Regions from separate parts of the Mus musculus genome. Here regions 2, 3, 4 and 5 are each linked to region 1. The links are chromatin contacts, called in public promoter capture Hi-C maps. All regions are on one chromosome and are shown on one strand. Each heading gives the region's core, a stretch centred on a gene start, on an enhancer-like site or on the middle of the called end of the contact. The rest is flanking DNA. Distances are from core to core; before and after follow the strand shown. Region 1 holds the start of Gabbr1 (gamma-aminobutyric acid (GABA) B receptor, 1). Region 2 holds the start of Mdc1 (mediator of DNA damage checkpoint 1). Region 3 holds the start of Dhx16 (DEAH (Asp-Glu-Ala-His) box polypeptide 16). Region 4 holds the start of Atat1 (alpha tubulin acetyltransferase 1). Region 5 holds the start of Gnl1 (guanine nucleotide binding protein-like 1).

Region 1 (4,751 bases), core at 1,066-3,565:
CAGAACAGAACAGAACAAACAAACAAAAACTACACAAAGGAGGTAGCATTGCAAAGGCTCACCTGTAGAAGCTTTTGCTTTTTTTGTTTTTAGAAGGAAAAGAAGGAAGTAGAGGGCTCAAGGCTCTACATTCATTCCCGACATCGTATCTCCTGCTAGGTACAATATCTGTGGGAAGAACAGGGCTGACACATGGTGGTTTGAGGAAGAATCTAAACAAGTGTCCCGAGGAACATGGATAAGGAACTCTGGAAAGTATACTGGAGGGTGAAAAGGTATGAAAGGAGGAAATGGCAGCTACAGAATGCTCTAGAGGCAAGCAAATCAGAGTGCTTACACAAAGATGTTGGGAGTAGTCTGTGATCCCAGGGAGCATGCTTGCTCAGATGTTGCATTGAGGCAGGGTCCTGCTGGACTTGGGGAGGGGTTTGTGAACTCAGCTTTGCCAGGACCACAGGATACCACCTGGCTAGAAGAACTAGCCAAGGCCTGGCAGAGAGTCAGTCAGAGTCAGGTAGCTCTTTTTTTTTTTTTTTTTCGAGACAGGGTTTCTCTGTGTAGACCTGGCTGTCCTGGAACTCACTTTGTAGACCAGGCTGGCCTCGAACTCGGAAATCTGCCTGCCTCTGCTCCCAAGTGCTGGGATTAAAGGCATGCACCACCACACCCGGCCAGGTAGCTCTTCTTTTTGACTATCTGAGAAACTTCCCTCACTGGTATCCATAACTTCAGTTGGTCTTATTGAGAGGGCAGGCCACTCAGAGGAGGGTGGCTGTCTCTTCTGGTGGTTAGAACTCCTTCCTACTCTCTTTTGCTCACTATTTAGTCCAGTGGTTCTCAGACTCTTTCCAGGCAACATTTAAAAGCTTGTGGGGCTTTTTTTTTTTTTTTTTTTGTATTTAGAACTGTGAGAGGGGGTGTACATATGGGTAGAACCTGTGTAAAAGCTGTCCTCCTGCCAGATAAGAGTTCTCTCTTTATCCAGATTTTCAGAAGTCCCCCAGGACATTCATGTAGGTAAAAACTTGTGTTTAATTATCTGAGCCTAGAACTTAATAGTCTTTTTTTTTTTTTTAATGGTCTGAATATGCAGCGAACTTTCTAGGAATGCAATTACAGTTCTGTGTGAGTTTAGGGAAGCTTGACTTTGCTACCAAGAGTTGCTCAACATTTCCTGAAGTCACTACATTGATGGCAACATGCCGGAGGTAGTTGAGTCACTGGCTATGCACCTGTATCAGTGTGTTGGTAGAAGTTTCATTTCTGTGACTCTAAGGAGAGGTGTAAGCATTTGCCTGCTTCGAGGGAAACGGCACTCACTCTAAAATACTGTTTATGTTGTAGCAAATTGCTATGCTCCTTCTTATAGATGGGGAAATATTTTGTTCTTTTTAGTCACGTGCATAGGGAAGTGATGTAATCTATGATTATTAGTTCGTGGTTTAGGAGTCATTACAAATACTTGTTCTAACATAGGGTTGAAGGTTGAGAGCCTTGGTTCTCCTGGGTCTCATAATACCTGCTTTCCACCCACCTCTCTGGAAGAACTAGCCAGCAAAGGAGTGCCTCCCCCAGCCCCCGCCACACTCCCTTTTTCATCTTTCTGTCCATCAAGTTATGGACAGACAATCGCAATGCAGGAGCTTTGGCTGTCAGACTTCTCTGTCAGGGCCTCCAGTTTACCCTTAGTCAAGAATGGCAGGTCTGGTCCGAGTGTTGATAATACAGGCTCATGCTCACGTAGAGGTTTTCTTTCTTTATGCCCTCTCCTTTCTCCATCTACCTCAGTATCTCTTCTGATGCCCCTGATCTCTTGCTCCCCGCCATAAGCTGGCAAGTAGCCTACTGCTGGACTAACGAGCCACCCGGGGCTCCCAGTTCTAGCTCTTCTATCCTATTTTTCTCCTAGTGCTCCCTCCACCATCGGCTGCCCTTTTGACCCTTGATTCTCCCTTCCCCTTCAAGGTCTGTTCCCCAGGCATATGACGTCTTCCCTCCTTACGCCAGGTCCAGATCTGTCTTCCTTTTGTACAAACACATCCTTTCTTCACCTTCATCCAGGCTCCTTGTCTTTGTGCCAGCTCCTCTGCTTTAGGCTTGGGTCCTATAACCCCCTACAGCCCCCCCTCCTGTCTCCATCAGTCTAGTCTGCGGGTCTCTCGGCAGCTCTTAGTCCCCCGCCTGCATGCGTGGTCGCCTATGTTCCCCTCCATCCTACCTCTACGCCCTCCCGCGCCGTGGGCGGTCTAGGGAGGGGCCGGGATCCGGGGCGGCTCCTGGGGCTCGGGTTGTGGGAGGCGCCCTCTCCGATCTCCCCCTCCCTTCCCCCCGCCCCGTCTTCCCCTGCACCCTCCTTCCTCCCTCCGCCCGAGAGCTTCCCCGGTCCCCGGCGCCGCCTCCTTCCCTCCCGGCACCGTGCTCTCGCGGCCGCCGTCGCCCCGGGGAAGGAGAGACGGGGGTGGGGTTTGCGGGTAGCGATCGCGAAGGGGAGAGACCCCGGCCGGGCTGGAGCCTGGATTCCTGTGGAAGAAGAACAGGGGGAGGGGAAGCTGGAGGACCGGGAGGGAGAACGGGGAGCCGCGGCCGGGCCTGGGCCCTTGAGGCCCGGGGAGAGCCGCGGAGCGGGACCGGCCGCCGAGGTAAGACCGGGGCCCCACGACCGGGGCTTGGCAAGGAGGCCGGTGGACGTAGGGTAGGGCCGGGGGGTGCGTGGGGTTCGGGTGCGAGAGGCGAGTGATGGGGTAGCGGGACCCCTGAGCGTGGGTAAGCTGGGCTAGCGCTAGCCACAGGGGCTGCTGAGAGGAGGTGGAGTCCCGGGAGGGTGGGGGGCCGAGGGAGGCCGGAGGAGGGTGGGGACAGGCGCTCTCTCCTCCTCTCCCCCCCAGCCCGTGCGGCTCCGCCCCCGCCTCCTCCGCGGGGCGCCCTTCGCGTCCCGAACCGCGCGGTTGGAGCCCGTGAGGTGCGCGGAGCGAGACCTGTCCGTCGGCTGGCCCAGGCCGCGGCCGGCGGGCTCCTCCGTGCCCTCACTGTTGCCTTTTCCTCAGATGCTGCTGCTGCTGCTGGTGCCTCTCTTCCTCCGCCCCCTGGGCGCTGGCGGGGCTCAGACCCCCAACGTCACCTCGGAAGGTGCACCCATCTCCGGCGCCCTGGACCTCTTCCACCCCACAGCTCGTTTCCTTGCACGTCTCCTTTCCTCATCACTCTTGCGGCAGGACCTCCCCCCGCCCCCATCCCTGGCATCCTGGTCCGCAGCCACTTCACAACTCCTGACCTCCTTTCTGTCACTCCGCATCACCACCAGCACCCATTTCCTCTACCTCACGTTGCTACACTACACCGTTTTTCTGTGACCCCGAATTATCTCAGCCCCACCTCCCTTTCCGGGCCCCACGTTACTACAGCGCCCCCCTTCCGTAGTCCACCTTGTTGCTTTGATGGGTTTGTGTGGTCCTTGTTCAGTGGGTTTGTGTGGTCCTCACCGGTATTCTCCTTCGGCCCTGTCCCTCATTTAAACCACCGAACATTATAGCCCTTAGGATTTCTTCTTAGATATTTGTCTCCATTATACTTCTTAACCGGTGGACTCTCGCACCAGCTTTAGCCCTAACCCACGACGCTGGGTTCTGCAGCTTGGGGTTCTTAACTGTTCCCACTCCCAGCTTCCAGTCGTGTGTCCCGTGTGCCCCTCCTTTTCTGTCCCCCTGCCCCAACCCCACCATTGACCACGCCCTGCTCTTCCCCCTTCCACTGCGCGCTGCCTTCCCGCTCCCACGGTTCCCCTGTGCCTCCCCATTCCCTCTCAGGTTGCCAGATTATACATCCGCCCTGGGAAGGTGGCATCAGGTACCGTGGCTTGACTCGCGACCAGGTGAAGGCCATCAATTTCCTGCCTGTGGACTATGAGATTGAATATGTGTGCCGGGGCGAACGCGAGGTGGTGGGGCCCAAGGTGCGCAAGTGCCTGGCCAACGGCTCCTGGACGGATATGGACACACCCAGTCGCTGTGGTGAGTAGCCTGGGAAGCCACCCACCATCCCTGCCCCCTTCCTTCAGGCCCTTCCATTCTCAGTTGCAGACCATCCTTAGTTGTTTTGCAAGTCAGCAATTTAAATCCAGTGGAACCAAATTCACAAATACGTTTAATGAATGAGTACTATGTAGGAGGAGGGGTGTTGCTGTGAGCAGCTAGTGGGAGGAAGCAAGCTAAGCAGCCAGCACATTCACTTCATCGTCTTCATGAGGATACTGATCATTGGGTGAAATAACTTTGATTTTTCATCTGAGTTATCCTTTGAGGTTCATTAATGAGAGATTATTTTTTAAGTTATAAGACGATTTCATTACATTTTCTGACACCTTTGTCTCCCACTCAATGACCATATAAGCCAGTTTAGTAGTAGTATAGACCAGCCATAATAAGAAAAGCAAATCTGGTCTTGCATCCAGGTTTACGTCCATCCACACATTTCAAAGGCAGAAGAGTACCCACTTTACTGTGCTGTTGAGCAGTATCTGTTTTGTGTGCTTATAGCTCCATCTTGAGTTCCTACAATAGAAATGCTATTTTTTTTTTCTGATAGGAATGTGAATACTGGGGGGGGGGGTAGGGCTGGGGAGAACGGGGAGGTAGGGAGGCACAGACATTGCACACCTGATTTCCTGTGGAGCAGGATGCTTGTGAACCCAGACCCAAACCTAATTCTCTGTACTCCCTAGGGGAAGGATCCTCTACAACTTGCCTTTTTTCTTA
Region 2 (4,751 bases), core at 1,137-3,636, 1.2 Mb before region 1:
GGTTCTATAAGAGAGCAAGCTGAGCAAACCAGTAAAGAACATCCCTCCATGGCCTCTGCATCAGCTCCTGCTTTCTGACCTGCTTGAGTTCCAGTCCTGACTTCATTCAGTGATGAATAGCAATGTGGAAGTGTGAGCTGAATAAACCCTTTCCTCCCCAACTTGCTTCTTGGTTGTGCAGGAATGGAAATCCTGCCTAAGACAGAAGGTGTATGTAAAATCTGCGTGGGATTTGGGCCTTTCAGACGACGCTGAAGACATTCTGGTCATCCTGTCAGGACAGGCTGTAGGGTGGACAGACTAAGAGAATGTCAGTCTTTAGACAGTGCCTCCCTCTCTCAGACACTTGCTTGAAGCAAGGGGATTTGTTTGTTTTTCCAGTTAAATGATTTTATTCATTAGGTGAGTCTGTGGCAATGTGCTGGAACTGAGCAGGAAGAAGGGAGTTGATTGAATGGGCTCAAGTTAGAGGCCTTAATGTTCTCTTTCCAGGGTTTCGAAAATTACTAAGTATCCTCAAAGCTTTAAAGGGATACAAAATGATTAATTAGAGCAAGAGTGGTTCACATGATTAGTCCCCGAATTCTGACTAGAAGGCAAGGGAAGTTCAAGGTCAACACCGGCTACCTAGAGGCTACCTAGACAGCTTGAGGTACAAGCTTTAGCTTCAGTCTCTAAATGAACAAATAGAAAGGAAAAATTAGATTGTGCCTGCCCAAACTCCCAAGAAATACGGATATTGAGACAGAAGGATCATTGCACTTTGGAGGCTAACCTAGTCTACAAAATGAGAGCCTGTCTTGGAAACACAACATACGTGGGGCTAGAGAGATGGCTCAGCAATTAAGAGAATTTGCCCTTCTCAGAACAGGTTCAATTTCTGTCACCCATAGTAGTAGTACACAGACATACATGCAAGCAAACTACCAATACACATAAAAACCTCTTTTAAAAAGAGAAACAACAACAACAAAGGGAAGGGTCTAGTAAGCAGTATCTAGAATGTAAGCAGTATCTAGAATGTAGTAAGCAGTATCTAGAATATAATCGTGTTGTACCAGTGAAAGGAAGGAGGATCCCTGTGAGTTCAAGGCTGACCTGCTAAGTTAGTTAGTTCGAGGTTAGCGGAGGCACATAGTGAGACCCTTCTTTGGCTTAAAGAAAATGAATCAAAGACATGCAATCAACATACAGCTCAAGTCATCTTTTAAATAAAAGAACATTTAACCGGGTAGTGGTGGTGTACACCTTTAATCCCAGCACTTGGGAGGCAGAGGCAGGCAGATTTCTGAGTTCGAGGCCAGCCTGGTCTACATAGTGAGTTCCAGGACAGCCAGGGCTACACAGAGAAACCCTGTCTCGAAAAACAAAAAACCAAAACAACAACAACAACAACAAAGAACATTTAAGTTACATCAATACTCCTTTATTCATTAAAAATATTTCAATTTTGGTTATGCCAACAATGAAAGCGATTATTGATTATTTCGTGCTACTTGAATTTGTCTCATTTACTTTAGGAACACGGATAAGTCATCCAACTTAAAGCTTCAAACGTCTGGCGATTTATTATGGACATATTGAAAAAACCAACGGGAAAGAACTATACAAGCCACTTTCCTGGAATACCTTCATGTTTTATTATAATGAAATAAATTATTTTATTATACTTTTCTCCTCTTTTGAAAGACGACGACAGACTTTGAGGTTTTAGCAAAACAGCTTGCTGTATTTAGGATCTTCCATTTAGGAAGATGACCTCAAAATGTCCGTCATTGGCCAGGCGTGGTGGCACACGCCTTTAATTCCAGCACTCGGGAGGCAGTGGCAGGCGGATTTCTGAGTTCGAGGCCAGCCTGGTCTACAAAGTGAGTTCCAGGACAGCCAGGGCTATACAGAGAAACCCTGTCTCGAAAAACCAAAAAAAAAAAAAAAAAAAAAAAGTCCGTCATTTTATACATTAATACGTACATACATAGATGTGGAAGAAAAGCAAGTAAACAGTCCAAATCAAACGGAAATAAAATCCCTCTGCAATAGGGAGTTCTAAAGTGCCACGCCTACAGGGTGTTTTCCAATCTGCAGCCTCCAGCCACGACTGCTGCCTGCAACCCCCCATTTCTCGTGAGTCAGCTGGCGCCATTTCTGGGATGACCGAGAAGGGCGCTCTGGCCTTGGAATGACTTCTATGATAGAGCCCTTCTAGCCGCCGCCGGTAACTGGCGCCAGACTCTCTGGTAGGCGTTTGGAAATCTGCGCGGGAAGTAGTCCGTGGATGACGTAGCGACGGAGGGTTGGCCTAGGGCACTACCCAATCACGGTGCGGGATTCTCAGGCCACACCCTCCTGATTAGCGTTTTCTTCAGCCTGTTTCCCGCCGGTAGCCGCACATTTGAGCTGTGAGGAGGTGAGGCAGGGGCGGGGCTTCCGACTTGAATCAATCGGCGCGCTTCCAGCAGTAAAAGACAGTTCCAGGAGCCAATCAGCCCACCGACTCTCTTCCGGGATTCGCACTCCCGCCACCTGGTAGCGGCCGTTACTGGTGGCGCGCGCGCGCGGATTCAGTCGGTGAGTTCGGCAGCCCGCGCCCGGGTTACCATCTTTGATTCCTCCTGAGGGCGGGAGGGGCGTGCCCTAGGTGTCACTGGGCTGAGGTAATTTGGGTTGCGGTTTTAGGTTTTTTTATGCTAATCCTTGCTTGGCGCCCTGGCCCGGGTGTAGGTTTGGTGACACGGAAACCTTAGGCCACGAGGGAACGAACTCCAGCGTAGGTACCAAAGATGGTTGCCCTTCACTTGGAGCAAAGGGTCGTAGGCGTCTGCTGGGTTGGCAGGACGGAGTTTACTTCTTGGGGTACACTACTTTTCCTTTCAGCGTTTTCCCCGTGTGTGACATCTTTATAGGTAAAATCCACCCATGCAGTTTTGAATTTCTGTCTCTAGTTTGTCTGTTAGTAACGCCGGCTATGTAGTTACCATGAGAGCAGGATTCATTTTGAGGATGCATGCCCAAATACTGACCGGTACCAGGTGTGCATAATTCCTGCAGAGTAAATAGGACGGACCCGAGTAGGGGAGGTGGGGATGTAGATACAGTTCCACCCGTACTGATCTGGAAAGAGATGTCAAAGACAGAAAGGGGGCCGGGCGGGCGTGGTGGGGCACGCCTTTAATCCCAGCTCTGGGGATGCAGAGGCAGGCAGATTTCTGAGTTGGAGGCCAGCCTGGTGGTCTACAGAGTGAGTTCCAGGACAACCAGGGCTACACAGAGAAACCCTGTCTCGAAAACAAGCAAACAAAGACAGAAAGGGTCTTGCCAAGGAGCTACTTTAATTCTGTGAACTTAGCAGCCACGAGAAAACGCTAGGAGTGATTTAGAGACGGTCCTTAACCCATCTATGTTGACGTTTCTCATCTGGGAAAAAAAAAAAAAAAAGAACAACCATACTTTTACAGGGTTCTTCTCAAGAACAAATGAATCAGTCAACCTAATGTGTTAAAACTGTTTAACATATAAACCCCTCTTTATATGTTAGCTTCTCTGGTTCTTTGCACTTCAAGCTGAAGTATGCTGATGAGAGTGTATAAACTGGGGGCTTTGTGACTCATTTCTATTTACATGCTGTGTTATTCTGAGCAAATCAATTTTTGGAGTTATTACTTCCCTGTCTCGTTTGGCTATTATGCCTGATACAACACAATACTCAATAGAGGATTATGAAATCAATTAGGGAGTGGTAGATGGGCTTTTAAAAACTAGAACATGTACAAGACCCTAAGTTTGATCATCACTAGTTTTCCTGTGTGTGTGTAATATCTGACCCATCAGATCCCATTACGCATGTCTGTGAACCGTGTAGTTGCTAGGAATTGAACTCAAAACCTCTGGAAGAGTAATCAGTGCTCTTAACAGATGAGCCATCTTTCCAGGCCCAGAAACAGTATATTTCACATACCATTGTTTCTCAAAGCCCATACCCTCACACAGGTGAGTGCGTGGCTCCAAGGAGGGTGTCAGATACCCTGGAATTTGAATTACAAACTGTTGTGAACCAGTGTGGGTTCTGAGAACTGAACCTAGGTATTCTAGAAGAGCATGCAGTGCTTTTAACCACTGAGCCACCTTGCTGGTTTTTGTTGTTGTTGTTTTTTAAAGGGGTCTTACTGTGTTGTCCATGCTAACTTGGAAGTCTTGGACTCAAGCAATTACATTGTTTCAGCTGCCCTCAGCTGGAACTGTGGGTATACACCACCTCAGTCCAGCTTACCATGTTTTTTTATGCTTTAAACGAAGTACCCATCTGTGGGCTGAGGCTATAGTTTGGTGGTAGAGCATTTGTTTTGGTGTGGGAGGCTCTAGATTCAGTCTGTAGTATCTAAAAACAAACAAATCCCATAAAGTATCCCTTTCTATATAATGGTATACTTTGTGTCATGGCCAGAAGTATAAATATGTACGTGTTCCGTTTTGGATGGCAAGGTCTCACTGTAGCCAAGGCTGGTTTCTACATTTTTTAAAAAAGATTTATTTTATGTATATGTGTACACCACTGCTCTTTTCAGACACACCAGAAGAGGGCACCAGATCCCATTGCAGATGGTTGCGAGCCACCATGTAGTTGTTGGGAATTGAACTCATGACCTCTGGAAGAGCAGTCAGTGCTCTTAACCACTAAGCCATCTTTCCAGCCTCCCCCCCACCCCACCCCCTTTTGAATCCATGATCTAGCTACTTCTGGCTAGCCTGGAACT
Region 3 (4,751 bases), core at 1,242-3,741, 1.2 Mb before region 1:
ACTTATGCCGTATGTCATCCAATAGAAATACCAACAGCAGAGACGAGAATATCCAAGTTATACTTTATTCACAGAGCTTGCATCTGACCAGGCAGTGGATCCTAAAATAACTGCTTTCCATCTTCTCTCCTGCCACAGGCTTTATAGGAAGCAGAGAAAAGGAAACAAAAACCATCCATTATTCCAGAACTCAAGTTCTGTCGCTGGTCAGGTGGTCAGTCACATTTCTGAGATCTGAGACATCCATGCCTGTCCACTTTCTGAAGCTCAGAGAACTGAGTTAGTGTTTGTTGGAATCTTCTCCTGCAGTGTCATCTCATCTGTGTTGGGGAGGGGTTAGCTCACAACAAACCATTAGCAGTAGGTATGTGCCAAGCTGTTAGCAACACATACCTGGATTGCTTTTTAAAATGTGGAGTGTTTTGTTTTGACTTTATCCATTCTACTCGCTCCCCATCAGTAGGAAATAAAATCTACTTAAATTGCCTATTATTATTATTATTATTGTTATTATTATTTTGGTTTTTTGAGACAGGGTCTCTCTGTATAGCCCTGGCTGTCCTGGAACTCACTCTGTAGACCAGGCTGGCCTCGAACTCAGAAATCTGCCTGCCTCTGCCTCCCAAGTGTTGGTTAAAGGCATGTGCCACCACTGCCCGGCTTTTTTTTTTTAAGATTTATTTATTTTATGTAAGCACACTGTAGCTCTCTTCAGACACTCCAAAAGAGGGCATCAGATCTCCTTACTGATGGCTGTGAGTCACCATGTGATTGCTGGGATTTGAACTCAGGACCTTCGGAAGAATAGTTGGTTGAGCCATCTCTCCAGTTTGCCTCTCATTATTTTTGATTGTACATAAATTACACATTTCAGTCAAGTGTGATAGTACATGTCTATAATCCCCACACTTGGGAAGTAGGAACAACAGGATCAAGAGTCTAAGGTTGCTGGGCGGTGGTGTCGCTCACCTTTAATCCCAGCGCTTGGGAGGCAGAGGCAGAAGGATTTCTGAATTCGAGGCCAGCCTGGTCTACAGAGTGAGTTCCAGGACAGCCAGGGCTATACAGAGAGACCCTGTCTCAAAAAAACAAAACAAAAAACAAACAAACAAAAAGAGTTCAAGGTTGCGGGGGTGGGGGGTGGGGGGTAGGGAGGATACTGGGGTGGGGAGGTGCCCTCTCAGAGGAGAAGGGGAATAGGGGGAGAAACTCTTTCAGGGGGGACCAGGAGGGGGCAGCTTTGAGGATGTAAGTAATTAAGTGCGTAAGTAAATAAATAAATAAATAAGAGTTCAAAGTTATCTTTAGCTATGTAGTACATACAAGGCCAGCTAATTGTACATGAGTCCCGTGTTTTTTTGTTTTTTGTTTTTGTTTTTTAAATGGTGAACTGGAGAGCTGGCTTCTCAATTAAGAACACTTAGGTTTAACTCCCAGCACTCACGTGATGTCTCAAAAACACCCCTAACTACATTTTCAGGAGATCCAATGCCCTCCTCCAGATTCTGAGTGGTATACATACTTGCAAGTAAAATGCCTACACACACACACACACACACACACACACACACACACACACACCCAATAGAGGGGCTGGAGAGATGATTCAGTGGTTAAGAGCACTTGCTGCTCTCAGAAGACTGGTGTTTGGTTCCCAGCACCTATATCAGGCAGGTCCCAACCACCAGTAACTCCAAGTTCAGAGAGACACAATATCTCTGACCTAAAAGGGCACACACACACACACACACACACACACCACACACACACACACACATACTGTGCAGATAAATTCATGCAGGCAAACCCACATGCACATTAAATAAATAAATATTAAAATCTTATGATACCCAAACTCCCACCTAAATGTATTTATTATGTACCTTTAGTTTTTGTTGTTTTAATTTTTAATATTTTAAGTTAGGCCGGGCGTGGTGGTGCACGCCTTTAATCCCAGCACTCGGGAGGCAGAGGCAGGCAGATTTCCGAGTTCGAGGCCAGCCTGGTCTACAAAGTGAGTTCCAAGACAGAGAAACCCTGTCTCGAAAAACCAAAAAAAAAAAATTTATTTTTAAAAAAATTAGGTGTATGTGTGTTTGTGTATGAGCACGTGCACACAAGTGCAGGTGTCAGAAGAGACCAGAGGTGGTAGATCCTCCTGGATCTGGAGATATACGTGGTTGTTGGTGAGGGATGTGGGTGCACCGAATCGAACTCGACTTCGCTGAGCCGTCTCTCCAGCCCTTTGTTATATATCTTGTTTTCCTAACCCTGATTTGTACGTCTTTTATTTATCCCAGCTGTGGGAACTAGTTAGTCATCACTGACAGCTTGTATTGATAGAGAACTGCACCCGCGCACAGATCATTAGGGGGCGACGGAGAGCTTGGACGAGGCTGTGCATGAAAGCCTCTTGCACTTAGCGTCGGGAAAGAGGCTGCGCGATTTGAACCCGCCCAGCCACCGTCGATCCCTGGCCGGAAGAGCGCGACTCTTTCCGGGTTTCGCGGTCTGTGGAATTGGAGTCTCTACGGCAGCCGGAGCGAGGCGGTAGTACCGCAGGCTCTGTCCCCGCCGCAGTCCTGGCCGTTCCGCGGTTGCGCGCCCGGAGCAGGACGCGTCGCCATGGCGACGCCGGCGGGGCTGGAGCGGTGGGTGCAGGAGGAGCTGCACTCGGTGCTGGGGCTGAGCGAGCGGCACGTCGCGCAGTTCCTGATCGGCACCGCACAGCGCTGCGCCTCCGCCGAGGAGTTCGTGCAGCGCCTGCGGGACACCGACACCCTGGACCTCGGGGGGCCGGCGCGGGACTTCGCCCTGAAGCTCTGGAGCAAGGTGTGTGCCGCCGGGGCAGGCCACTCACAGCCGAATTGGCTCGTACGCAGTGTGGCTGTCTATTCTGTGATAGCCTGCAACTTTCAATATAGTACACAGGCTGGCTTAGAACTTGCAGCGAGCCTCCCTGGTAGTGGGGTGACAGAGAGACCTTTCATTCTTGGTTCCGCCCACCATTTAATTTTTTTCCTCTGTTATCTAGATATCATGCTAGGTGTTGGGTGTATACAGGTCTGTGGAGAAGACTCGAGATGGGGCTCTACATACATGTTTAAGCTAGAGCCATTGTTAGTTACAGCACATACCCCAGGCCTAAGGATGTAGCTCAGTTGGTAGAATGTTTGTCTAGCATACAGTAAGCCTTGGATTCAATCCCCAGCCCTGGGAAAGAGTCACTGAGAACAGAGCTAGGAGAATTAGCATTTAGGAAATAGGATCGAGGCTGGGGAGGGATGGCTTAGCAGTTAAGACCCCTTGTGCATCTGGAAGACTTGAGTTCAGTTCTCAGCAACCAGGCCTAGTGGCACACAACCATCTGTAATTCCAGCTCCAAGGAGATCGGAGGGCTTCTGGCCTTTGCCAGGTACCCCATACACATAAATAAATGAAAAATAAATCATGAAAAGAAAATGGGTTTTAGAACATAAACTACTTAAGCTCAGAACCAATACTTTAAAAAAAAAATTCTATCGTGGGGCAAGAAGAGATGGCTCAGGGATTAAGACCACTTGCTGTTCCTCTAGAGGAACCAGGTTCAATTTCTAGAACCCACGTGGCAACTCACAACTGTAACTCCAGTTCTATGAGATTCAGCACCCTCACACACAGCTCACGTTGCAGGCAGAACACCAGTGCACATAAAAATAAAAGTAAGTCATTAAAGTTAGGAAGAAGTTTTAGTTCGTGCATATGCCCGTGTGAGGCTGTGAGCGTACAACCTGTGAGAGCTGGTTCTTTGCCTCCACCACGGGATGGCTTTCAGTAATCATTTGCTCAGTGGATTCCTAGAAGGACGTTCAGAAGCTGCGGAGCCCTGTTGAGCTATGACCGTAGAACAAGACCACGAAGAAGAGAAAGATGGAGACAGGCTTTAGATATAGTAACCGGTTCGTAGGCAAATGAGGGTACTGAGGTCAGGAGCTGTCATATCTACCGGCAGGTGCCACGGAAGGCTGTGGTGGAAAAGCCAGCTCGGGCAGCTGAGCGAGAGGCCCGAGCCCTGCTAGAGAAAAACCGTTCTTATAAGTTGTTGGAAGACAGCGAGAGCGGCGAGGAGGCAGTGGGTAGTAACGGGAGCAGCCTCCAGAAGAAGCGGAAGAGACGGAAACACCTCAGGAAGAAACACCAGGAGGACGAGGAGGACGAGGAGGAAGAGGTTTCCGAGTCAGGGAAGAGGAAGGCAGGGTAAGTCAGAAGGAAGGAGAGGGATTGGAGCAGGCTGTCGGCTGTGGGGATGCTAAGCTTTCTCAGTACCCCCGTTTGATACACTGGGCTGGGTTTGCTGGGTTCAGGGGGAGTAAATCACCCACGGAGGAGAAGCCAGCCTCAGAGGATGAATGGGAAAGGACGGAGCGTGAGCGTCTCCAGGACTTGGAAGAACGGGATGCCTTTGCAGAGCGGGTTCGGCAACGGGACAAGGACCGGACCCGGAATGTCCTGGAACGGTCAGATAAGAAGGTGAGCTGAAGAGAGTCAGTCAGGCAAGTCTGGATTTGGCTGCAGAGTTGTCTCTGGGAAGACAAGAGTTGTCACTAGGGTTCCCCGTGGGCTCACTGGCTATGGTTCTCCCTGTCTGGTTGAGATCGACAGAGGTTCTCCACCGAGGAGGGGCAGCGAAGGACATTAGTCATCCTGACAGCAATGGTACCTTTGGCCTCACATCCCTTTACATGATTTCTTCTAGGCCTATGAAGAGGCTC
Region 4 (4,751 bases), core at 839-3,338, 1.1 Mb before region 1:
TAGCCTATCTATATACCTGTGCACATGTACATGCAACAATAATGAGAGACAATAGTGGGAGAGGGGGACACGGGAGGGGCTGGAGGGGGAGAAAGAGGGATAGGAGTGCTGTCAATACAGAGCTCAGGCATAAAGTCCTCATAAAAAGTATAGCTGAGGTGGTGGAGCATCCCTTCAATCCTAGCACTCTGGAGCGAGAAATAGATGGATCTGTGTGTTCAAGGCCAACCTGGTATACAAGGTGAGTACGGCACAGCCAGGGTGACCCACTGAGACCTTATTTGAAAAAACAAAAATAGGGACTGGAGAGGTGGCTCAGAAGCTTAGAGCGCTTGGTTGCTCTTGAGGACTAAGATTCAAATCCCCCAGCCCCCACATGGTGGCTCATAAACATCTGTAACTCCAGTTCCCACGTTCTGACACCCCCTTCTAACTTGTGTGTACAGGCATGAACATGGTGCATGTATATACATGTGAGCAAAGCATTCAAACACACGAAAATGAGGTAAGTCTAAAACAACATGGAAACAACCCGAGGTAGAACTTAGCCAGGCGTCTCCAGGGTTGGTGCAGAGCCTCTAACCTGTGGGACTGTGGTCTCCAGGTTGTAGTGCTTATTCAGGAACTTGAGCAGCTTCGGCGATGGTCGGTCAATGGCCAGTTGGTGGGGCTCCACTCGCTCTTTCTGCAGGAAAACGGAAAACTTGGGGGCAGGGGTTGTAGGAGGAGCATGCTAGCAGGATACTGGGAGCCTGGTAAGGGAATACAGAGAAAAGGGGACCAACTGTGGGCCATGGAGCAGGGCCTCCTAGAGCTTCGGGGTGAAGAGCCTTTTAGATCTATTCTGACTAATCGGTAAAGGTTGTTGGGTACCTGTAACATATGCTGAAAAAGTTCTCGCCCGTGGCCATGCCGTTGCACCGACTCGTGGATGTAAAAGTCCAGAATGCAAAGGGGTTCTACCTCATTGTGAGCCTCCCGGTCATCCTAAGAGGTCAAGAACACATACTCATTAGGAGCCATGCATCTTCTTCATTGTCTCCCACCCCGCCCCCATTTCTTCTCTGACACCAGTGCTTACAAATGGCTAGTTTGCAGTGACACTCACCAGTACAAAGAGCTTCTTGTATCCAACTTTGAGGAAACCAATAATGGCTCCTTTCCCTGCCCTGTGGGATGGGGGAAATAATGAACCAGGCAGGAGCAACTGTCTGGGAGAGATTGTAAAAGGGAGGTAAGAAGAGTTTGATTCACAGGGAATAATGACAGTAAGACTCACGGTCGGGCTGAGGTGTCCTTCAGTATGTAAATAACGTGCCGGTTGCTTTGCATCCTCAAAGCGCTGGTGATGGGTGCAGGGAGGTGCTGCGCCTGCAGAGATGAAGATCTACTTTGTTTGGCTCCTTATCTGCCACCCATCTCCCTTTCCTCCTCCTAGAGGCGCCCCGTACCTTGGCAGAAGCCTTGCCCAGCTCATCTACAATAGTCATGATTTGCTGCTGCAGATCCACACTACAGAGAGAGGGGCCCGGTCAGACACTCGCTAGGTTACAGCATCGTGTAAGTCATTCCTGGCAGCCTGCTTGGCTCCCACCCAGGCTCCTCCACAGGGTCTCTGACTTTGCTTGGAACTCTTCCTCACCTCCCACCTCACCTCACCCCTCCAGATCCCAAGCTTTGGTTTCACAGCTCCCGTGTTAAGGTTACTGTGACGCGGTAGGAAGGGCGGGTCAACTATAGCCTCTTGTTGAGGCCACATTAGGCCAGATGGTGAAAGGTTACAGATGTAGGTCTATTAACCCGGCTAGATCCAGGGTCAAAGGTCACCAAAACACAAGTAAGACCGCAGGAGAAATGGCCAGTAGTCAGTGAGAAGGGGGCGTGGTTCCTGGATCAGGTTTGGAGAGGAACCGGGACAGAAGGGCCATGGGTCGGGTTTGAAATGTCACCGGGCCGGCGTTGTGGTTCCGGGTCGGCGGGCCGGAGGCCGCAGGTGCTGGTCCAGCACGGTGATCCGCTCCGGGAACAGCGCATCCACATCGAACGGGAACTCCATGGCCCATTGTGCGGGACCAGACACGCCCCACACAACGTCACTTCCGCTAAGAGGGCCGGTAAGTCTTTATCTCTAGGACCCGCCCCGAGGGCTCGCCCCGCCCCCACCATGGTTTCACAGTGCCTGGGAAACCCCATTTTTCTCTAGCAACAGTTCTCCTTTTGTAGGTCTGTGCCCCTGAGATGCCAGGGCAACCAAGTATCCTGCCCTCCCAGTGAACAGCTGAGGGAACCTTCAGAAGAACCAGTCTCACACCCCTTGGAGTTGCGGGTAGACCACACTCCCACCCCACCTCATAGACTTCACACCCACGTTTTGAACAGACAGCCCAAAGGGAGTCAAGAACGGGTGAAGAGACACAGCTTTATTGTATAAAAGCTGAGCCAGGAGGTTTAAATCAGGGACACACCATCAAGGGCATACACAAGAGTCTCCAGTTTATATGTAAGTCCTCACCAGTTACCCATAAACATCTAGTCCCCCTCAACGTCAAATGTGCTTTGTTCTCTTCATGCCAGCCAGTTCCCTATAGGGTCTGCCACTGTCACAAAACAGAACCCTTTGCAGGACACAGGATACCACGTAGCCCTAGACAGTACTCCCTTGGTCTGACTTCCCCAGGTCACAAGTTCTAAGCACTCTGGGAGCCTGGCTGCTCAATGGAGGATTCTGCTGGTGGTGTAGTGGGCATCTCTGGCATCGACTCAGGTGGCGGGCCACTTTCTTCTAGGAGATTTCCTTGATAGAGTCGGCGAAGGCGAGACAGCTCTCTCTCTGGTGGCTGTTGCCAGCTGTACCATGGGTACCAAGGTTCACCTGACAACAGTGTGGGGGCTGGTGGAGTCACACTGACAGCTCCATGCACAGTACCAAAGTCAGCATCCCGGGGCTCAACCTGGGGGACGTAGTAACTGAGAAGACCTACGGGGTTAAAGGAAATAATGGTGGATGAGGAAGGGCAGGTCAGACTCAAGACAAGAAAAAGGCACTACAAGTCGAGGGACCAGTCATAACCACCAAGCACATTCCAGCAGCGCATACACAGCACACCCTGCCAAGGAGACAGAGAACAGGCAGGGCACTGCATGGGCTCTCCCTCCTCACTCATCCGTGCAAAGGTGCTGTATAAGCCAGGTCAGAACCAAGAAACACAAGACTGTCAAGATTCAGGAGACAGAGTAGTCTGAAGAAGGAATGTTCCTTCCTTGTGTTTCCTGAAAGATCATCTCAATATGTACTCTTAGTAGCCTGGAACCTACAGCTGTTACTTCCGAGTCCAGCAACTCACCCAACGTGGAAAAACTAGGAGTCTGCTGAGTACTTTCTCATAGACATGGGAGCACGTAAGCACCTCAGAAACCCTTGCCCCTTGCTCTCACTTACCACACTCCCTGGCTTTCTGGATGGCCTGGGTCAGCTTCTTGTGCTGCTTCATACAGACCCCTACGGAGAGAAACGTCAACCTGGACAGCGTCCCACACAGCAGCAAGTCTTCTACACAGAGACAGCTGACCATTTAATGCCCCAGGGCCCTGACCTGTATCTGCCTGGATGTCCAGCCACTACAGAGATGTCATGGAATGACAGAGCCTACAGATGGGCCAGAAGATGACTCAATGACAAATGTGGTTAAGGCTGACTTGGAAAATCCACAGAAAAAGATCTTATAAGAAGTGATTTCAAATTAGGGAATGTGACAGAGTAGCAATTATTCCCAGCTCCACTCTGTAGGCTGACAACAAAAAAACTCTGACAAAAGGGACATATCGCCGGGCATGGTGGCACACGCCTTTAATCCCAGCACTCAGGAGGCAGAGGCAGGCGGATTTCTGAGTTCGAGGCCAGCCTGGTCTACAGAGTGAGTTCCAGGACAGCCAGGGCTGTACAGAGAAACCCTGTCACACACACATACACACAAATTTATAGACTGATAGGTGGAAAACTTTACAAGGAAGCAAGCTGTTCACCTTTAAAAAAAAAAAAAAAGGTTGAGCCGGAGTCTATGTAGCCCTGGCTGTCTTGGAACTCACTATGTAGACCAGGCTGACCCCAAACTCACAGTTTAAGGCACGCTTTACCTTTTAAAGTACATTTAGACAGCCCTCACTCCTACAGGGAGGCTCTAAAACTTTAGTCTTTTGTCTACATTTAACTGTTTTATCGTAATGATGGTTCTCATTAAACAAAAACTTCTGTGTGCTATTATTTATAGGAGCTATCAAAGGAATGTCTACCTCCCAACCCCATAATAAGGAGCTCCACGGAAAAACTATAGAAGTCATAACAGGAGGGCCAAGCTAACCTGTGTATGGGGCGTGAAAGATGATACCCGTGTGTGCACAGACAAACTGTTCCAAGAGCTTCACATTCTGCAGGAGAGAGATAAACAAATGTGTGAGGGACTGGTCAAGACCTCTGTAGGCTAAGTGTGTCCCCCTTACACCAACACAGCCCTTTGTGGTAGCACAACCCATCAGAACTTGATGAAAAAGGAACACAGAAGAATGGAGGTTAGGGCCAGCCTTGGCTACATCTTGTTAGGTGTAATCCCAACACACAGGAGGCAGAAGACTATCTTTGAGATCAAGGCCAGCAAGTGCTACCCCCACCCTCCCGGAAAAAGAAAAGCCCAGCAAAGCAAAGACGAAGAGCTAGGGAGTGGTGGCGCACAGCAGTGCGAGGGAGGCAGAGGCAA
Region 5 (4,751 bases), core at 1,179-3,678, 1.1 Mb before region 1:
CTGTATAGCCCGGACTAGGCTGGCCTTGAACTCAGAAATTCGCCTGCCTCTGCCTCCCAAGTGCTGGGATCAAAGACGTGCACCACCACAGCCTGGCTACTTTTAAATTTTATAGACAGTGTCTTATATAGGCCAGGGTAACACTGAACTCTGAGCTTTCCTGCTGCCAGTATGCCTGGTCTGTGTGCTGTTTACAAACGCTTACCTACTCTAAGACCATGAGACATGGTTAACTTTTTATAAGAATGTTTATTTTACAATCTGCTTAGAATTGGTGTTTTTATTTGGTACGACTATTACAAAGTCAAAGTTCATAGTTTTACACACAAAAAAAGTCCAATTGAGACAACTTTGTTTACTGACAGAACCACTTCGTTGATTTCATCTTTACACAGAATTCTGTGTTCATATATCTACAGGCCTCCGATTGCACTCAGATAGGGTCTCATGTAGCCTAGGCTAGCCGGTCTCAAATTTGCTATTGCAGGAGAGGCTGGCCAGGAACTCCTGATCCTTCCACATGTTAAGAACTTATGTTGACATTCTGTGAAAACCACAATGTCATAGCTACTGCAGCTTTTCACTAAATCTTGCTATGCCCTCTCACTTTGGTCTTGGTAGTGTCCCATTTAGAGCCTCTATAATGGAGAACATTTATTTCTACACACAAATAAAGACAGACCTAGGAGTTAATCTGGAAGGAAAGTAACATTTTGACAACACCGTATTTCCAAACGGTTAATATATGATCCCTCATTTAGGTACACACAATCCCTGGGCTTTTGTTTAAGTCTTTAGGGGTCCATCCCTTCTCCAGGGCTTAAAACATGAATCAGGGCCCAATTTCTCCTCACCTGACTTGGGATCACCAGGCTTCCCGTTAGCCATGGGGGGAGGGCCCAGAAGGCTGGGTGGTCCTAAGAGCAGACGTGAGAAAACAGCCATCAGAACGGTGCAAAGGACTGATCACCTCGTCCTTACGTGGTCTTATAACACTCAGTTTTTAACCAGGTAAGTCATATATCCACTCAGCAGTGCCGCAAACTCTCACCCCGTCCATCTGCCCGTCCCTCTGCAGAGTTGTTTGAGAGTCCATCAGAGGGTAACAGAGGTCTCTAACAGCTCTTTCCTCACAGTGCTGCATCCACAACATGCCAGTGATTCCACGTACCCCAATCCCTCACCTTAACTGTTGGCCCATCATAGTTTTTTTCTCCTCTCCTTCCCTCGGGGGAGTAGTTCACAGAAGGTTGACCTAACCAGTGGAAGTGTGGTCACAAATTGTCTTCCCGATCATCACAATCTGTAACATCGCTGCCACCCCTCTCCCCCCGCCATTCTGCGGTTGCGCAAGCCAGATGTTTAGCCGAGCCGCCACCTCCCCTGCCTTCTCCAGAAAGGATTAGGAGCCAGATTGAGGTTGAGGGTTCAAGCAAGCGAAGCCCTCAATCCAGGTTCCACCAGCATCCCTCCCCCACCACGTCCCACCCCACCTCCACGCGTGCGCCCTTCCTCCTTCCGTTGGCACCTCCTCCCCCGCATTTCATTCTATCCTAGCCCCCTGGCCGGCTGACAGGCGTGTGCACGCCCTGCCCCTCACCCATGGGGCGCTCATCCTCCTCATCTCCAGGCTCGTCCCGCTCAGACAGTGCGAGATGTTGCTGCTGCTGCGGCAGCGGCGGCGGCTGGTCCTGCTTCTTTCGTTTCGGCATAGCGGCTGCGGCAATGGCTGCAGCAAGATTTGGAGGGCAGTGAGGAAGGGGCACACTAGCTTTCCTTCCGCTTCCGGGTGGGCGATGGGCCGGGTGACCGAGGCGCCCACCATGCCACTTCCGGGAGGTCGTGGATGTGCCGCGGCCGTTCGCTCCTACAAGGTGCCTCGCTCACCCCGCCGCGCGCGTGGGGAAGCTTTGCTCCCCCTTGTGCAGTTCCTCTCCACGTGGGAAAGCACCACCCCATTCCAGTGAGACACCGGACAGGCTTCGGGACTCTGGCGGCACGCGAGAGGCCTGTCGCATCCTAAGGTCGCCACATCCGGGCCCCAGTTACCATGGCAACAACTACAGCCACAACTCCGTGCTCTCTGACCTCTCTCCAAAAGTCCTTGTCCCGCTCGCTTTTCCTCCTCACCCGCGCTCGCACGTGTGGCCAGTGAACCTGCCTCTTCCGCAATCTCCTTACCGAGTCCTGTTGCCGCAGGCCAGTCCACGGGGCAGCCAGTCCACCGGGCAGCCAGCGCAGTCCCGGCTCTCCCGCCAGGGGCCATCCTCTCCAGGCGGCCGCGCGGTGGGGCGTGTCCTCGCCCCGTCGCCCGGCCCCCGCCAGGTGAGTGGCAGCTCCCGGGAGCGCCGGGCGGCGGTGACACGCGTCCCCCCTCCCGCGACTGCCACTTGGTAGCGCCCGTGACGGAGTCGGCTCGGGCCTCCCACGCGCGTCTCCCGCTCGCCGCACCGTGCATCCCGGACCCGCGGACTCTCACGTGCCGCCGCTTGCATCCCCGCCGCCCCGCTCCCCGCTCCCCGCCGCTCGCTGCTGACGTCACCGCGGCCCCGCCTCCCCAGGGCCCCGGGCCGCCGGCGGGGGCTGCCCCGGGGAGTCAGTTGCGGCGGCGGGGAGCTCGGCGGAGGGCGGGCCGGGGCTCCGGGGCCATGCCGAGGAAGAAGCCCTTCAGCGTGAAGCAGAAGAAGAAGCAGCTGCAGGACAAGCGGGAGCGGAAGCGAGGTCAGGGAGGGGGCGGGGCCGCTGCGCAGCTCTGGAGGAGGGCTGTGCCGCGGCACCGCGGGCGGGGGGTGGGTGGGTGGGCTCTCGCGATCCCGCGTGGGCTGCCACGGTGGGGGTTTCCCGCAGCGGCGGGACGGGGAGGGGTGGAGGGTGGGGGATGGGAAACTCTGCTTCTGCTTCTGCTGCTGCTGCCACAGGGCGCTGTGACGACCTCCAGGCCCATCCGGGACGGGGTTGGGGCGCGCGGTTGGGAAGATGGAGCCTCTGGAGAAGTTGGGTCGGCTGAAGAAGAGCTTGTCCTACCGGCTCGGGGGGCTTTAGGTCCCCTAAGAACCGGTCTACACCGGCGTCACCGGCCCCTCCCCTCAGGGCTCCAAGATGGGCTGCGCTCCAGTTCCAACAGCCGCAGCGGTAGCCGGGAGCGGCGGGAGGAGCAGACGGACACGTCGGATGGGGAATCCGTGACCCATCATATCCGCAGGCTCAACCAGCAACCTTCCCAGGGCCTGGGGCCCAGAGGCTACGACCCCAACCGGTAAGCCAAGGAGAAGGGCGCTGGCCGCAGTTTCCCCGCCCTCACCCTTAGGAAAAGCTTCCGATGAAGGATTGAAAGTGGAACTAGTGAGGCTGGAAGCCAAGGAAGGTGGTTCTCCCTGGATGGGCCACAATCTTTCTTGCCTTCCAATGGGGACTGTCAAGAGTTTGTTTAGAGGAGACTTGAACAACCAGGAGAGGAACCTTTGCAGTTTTGTGGTCAGAAGAGGAGATTGTTTGTCACAGGACTCCACTAGATGTGTGGTCCCTTTCCCCTTAGATACCGGCTGCATTTTGAACGGGACAGCCGGGAGGAGGTGGAGAGGAGAAAGAGAGCGGCCAGAGAGCAAGTGTTGCAGCCGGTCAGTGCTGAAGTGTTAGAGTTGGATATCCGGGAAGTGTATCAGCCTGGCTCAGGTGAGTGGGGGCTACTTGTGTATGCCATCAGCCTGGGGAACTTGCTGGCCAGAGAAGGGGTCCAGAAAAAGTCCTCATGCTTATCCGGTCTCTTTCCTTGTTTCCCAGTCCTGGACTTTCCCCGGCGGCCTCCTTGGAGTTATGAGATGTCCAAGGAACAGCTAATGAGCCAGGAGGAGCGGAGCTTCCAGGAATACCTTGGGAAGATACACGGGGCATACACTTCAGAGAAACTCAGCTACTTTGAGCACAATCTGGAGGTGATGGTGGCGTGTTTACTGAGTCGACATACTGTGATCTTAGTGTCCTGGTTCAGGCAGCAGCCAAACTGAAGACAGTCTCTCTTCTGATCTTTTCAGACATGGAGGCAGCTGTGGCGGGTGTTAGAGATGTCTGACATCGTCCTGCTCATTACTGACATCCGACATCCGGTGAGGACTTTGAAAGGTTTGCAAGGGGGAAAGGGGATGATTCTAGTATGAGAGTGTTCTGAGGCAGGAATTGGAAGGCAGAGAGATCTTTGTTTGTTTGTTTGGTTGGCTTTCAAGACAGGGTTTCTCTGTATAGCCCTGGCTGTCCATACTGGTCTACAAAAGTGAGTTCCAGGATCTACAAGGAGATCCACCTGCCTCTGCCTCCCGAGTGCTGGGATTAAAGGCGTGCGCCACCACGCCCGGCCAGAGAGCTCTTTTTACACCTTTTGGTGGGTGTGTGTGAAAGGCTCTGATTTGCAGGTGCTTGCCATCCCACTTGTAGACGGTATGCTTGGAATTGGGAAGCCACAGAGGTCAACCTTGGTGTTCCTCAGGCAATGGCACCATTTGCATTTCCTTTTGTTTTGCTCTGCTCTGCCACCGAGGATGAAGCCCTGGGCCTTGCATCTTGCTCGTACTAGGCCTGAGCTTTTTACCACTGAGTCGCACCCCAGCCTCAGGAGCTGAACTTTTTATTCATCTCTGATCCTTGTCACATGCACATATGATGTACACAGCCATACACACCTAACACAGACATGTACACGCGTGCATAGAGCTGTGTACTTCTTACCTGGTCCCTGTCCCTGTTCCTGACTGTCATCA

The links. Promoter capture Hi-C pulls out the DNA fragments that hold promoters and counts their contacts.
Region 2: a promoter capture Hi-C map of cranial neural crest shows a contact between it and region 1. The contact joins the promoter of Mdc1 here to the promoter of Gabbr1 in region 1. A contact is called at or near these places in 3 of 39 promoter capture datasets (cranial neural crest, embryonic stem cells and hippocampal neurons) and 4 of 115 datasets of contacts at active chromatin or transcription factors (astrocytes, embryonic stem cells and pancreatic cancer cells).
Region 3: a contact with region 1 is called in a promoter capture Hi-C map of hippocampal neurons, with 4 times the contacts expected there. The contact joins the promoter of Dhx16 here to the promoter of Gabbr1 in region 1. A contact is called at or near these places in 2 of 39 promoter capture datasets (cranial neural crest and hippocampal neurons) and 1 of 115 datasets of contacts at active chromatin or transcription factors (embryonic stem cells).
Region 4: a promoter capture Hi-C map of hippocampal neurons shows a contact between it and region 1, with 3 times the contacts expected there. The contact joins the promoter of Atat1 here to the promoter of Gabbr1 in region 1. A contact is called at or near these places in 4 of 39 promoter capture datasets (cranial neural crest, embryonic stem cells, hippocampal neurons and 1 more) and 3 of 115 datasets of contacts at active chromatin or transcription factors (astrocytes and embryonic stem cells).
Region 5: a contact with region 1 is called in a promoter capture Hi-C map of embryonic stem cells, with 2.5 times the contacts expected there. The contact joins the promoter of Gnl1 here to the promoter of Gabbr1 in region 1. A contact is called at or near these places in 11 of 39 promoter capture datasets (the 3T3-L1 cell line, 3T3-L1-derived adipocytes, cranial neural crest and 6 more), 2 of 484 Hi-C or Micro-C datasets (cortical neurons and embryonic stem cells) and 2 of 115 datasets of contacts at active chromatin or transcription factors (astrocytes and embryonic forebrain).

Annotation. Positions count from the first base shown.
Region 1 is chr17:37,043,651-37,048,401 of GRCm38.p6, forward strand. It overlaps Gabbr1 (gamma-aminobutyric acid (GABA) B receptor, 1), which reads left to right and starts at 2,316. Exons shown (of 23, transcript NM_019439.3): 1 at 2,316-2,639; 2 at 3,045-3,126; 3 at 3,804-4,007. The coding sequence starts at 3,045.
Region 2 is chr17:35,839,112-35,843,862 of GRCm38.p6, forward strand. It overlaps Mdc1 (mediator of DNA damage checkpoint 1), which reads left to right and starts at 2,387. Exons shown (of 16, transcript NM_001010833.2): 1 at 2,387-2,568.
Region 3 is chr17:35,877,287-35,882,037 of GRCm38.p6, forward strand. Dhx16 (DEAH (Asp-Glu-Ala-His) box polypeptide 16) reads left to right here and starts at 2,492. Exons shown (of 20, transcript NM_026987.2): 1 at 2,492-2,832; 2 at 3,992-4,236; 3 at 4,344-4,509; 4 at 4,736-4,751. The coding sequence starts at 2,626.
Region 4 is chr17:35,907,980-35,912,730 of GRCm38.p6, forward strand. Atat1 (alpha tubulin acetyltransferase 1) reads right to left here and starts at 2,089. Exons shown (of 13, transcript NM_001142744.1): 1 at 1,950-2,089; 2 at 1,452-1,512; 3 at 1,280-1,371; 4 at 1,109-1,169; 5 at 874-987; 6 at 584-685. The coding sequence starts at 2,056. It overlaps Mrps18b (mitochondrial ribosomal protein S18B), which reads right to left. Exons shown (of 7, transcript NM_025878.2): 5 at 4,359-4,425; 6 at 3,440-3,499; 7 at 2,401-2,977. The coding sequence ends at 2,688. Gm16279 (predicted gene 16279) reads left to right here and starts at 1,756. Exons shown (of 2, transcript NR_167681.1): 1 at 1,756-2,114; 2 at 2,224-2,541.
Region 5 is chr17:35,977,527-35,982,277 of GRCm38.p6, forward strand. It overlaps Gnl1 (guanine nucleotide binding protein-like 1), which reads left to right and starts at 2,429. Exons shown (of 12, transcript NM_008136.2): 1 at 2,429-2,721; 2 at 3,091-3,256; 3 at 3,536-3,672; 4 at 3,781-3,932; 5 at 4,032-4,103. The coding sequence starts at 2,649. It overlaps Prr3 (proline-rich polypeptide 3), which reads right to left and starts at 1,769. Exons shown (of 4, transcript NM_145487.4): 1 at 1,601-1,769; 2 at 855-917. The coding sequence starts at 1,712.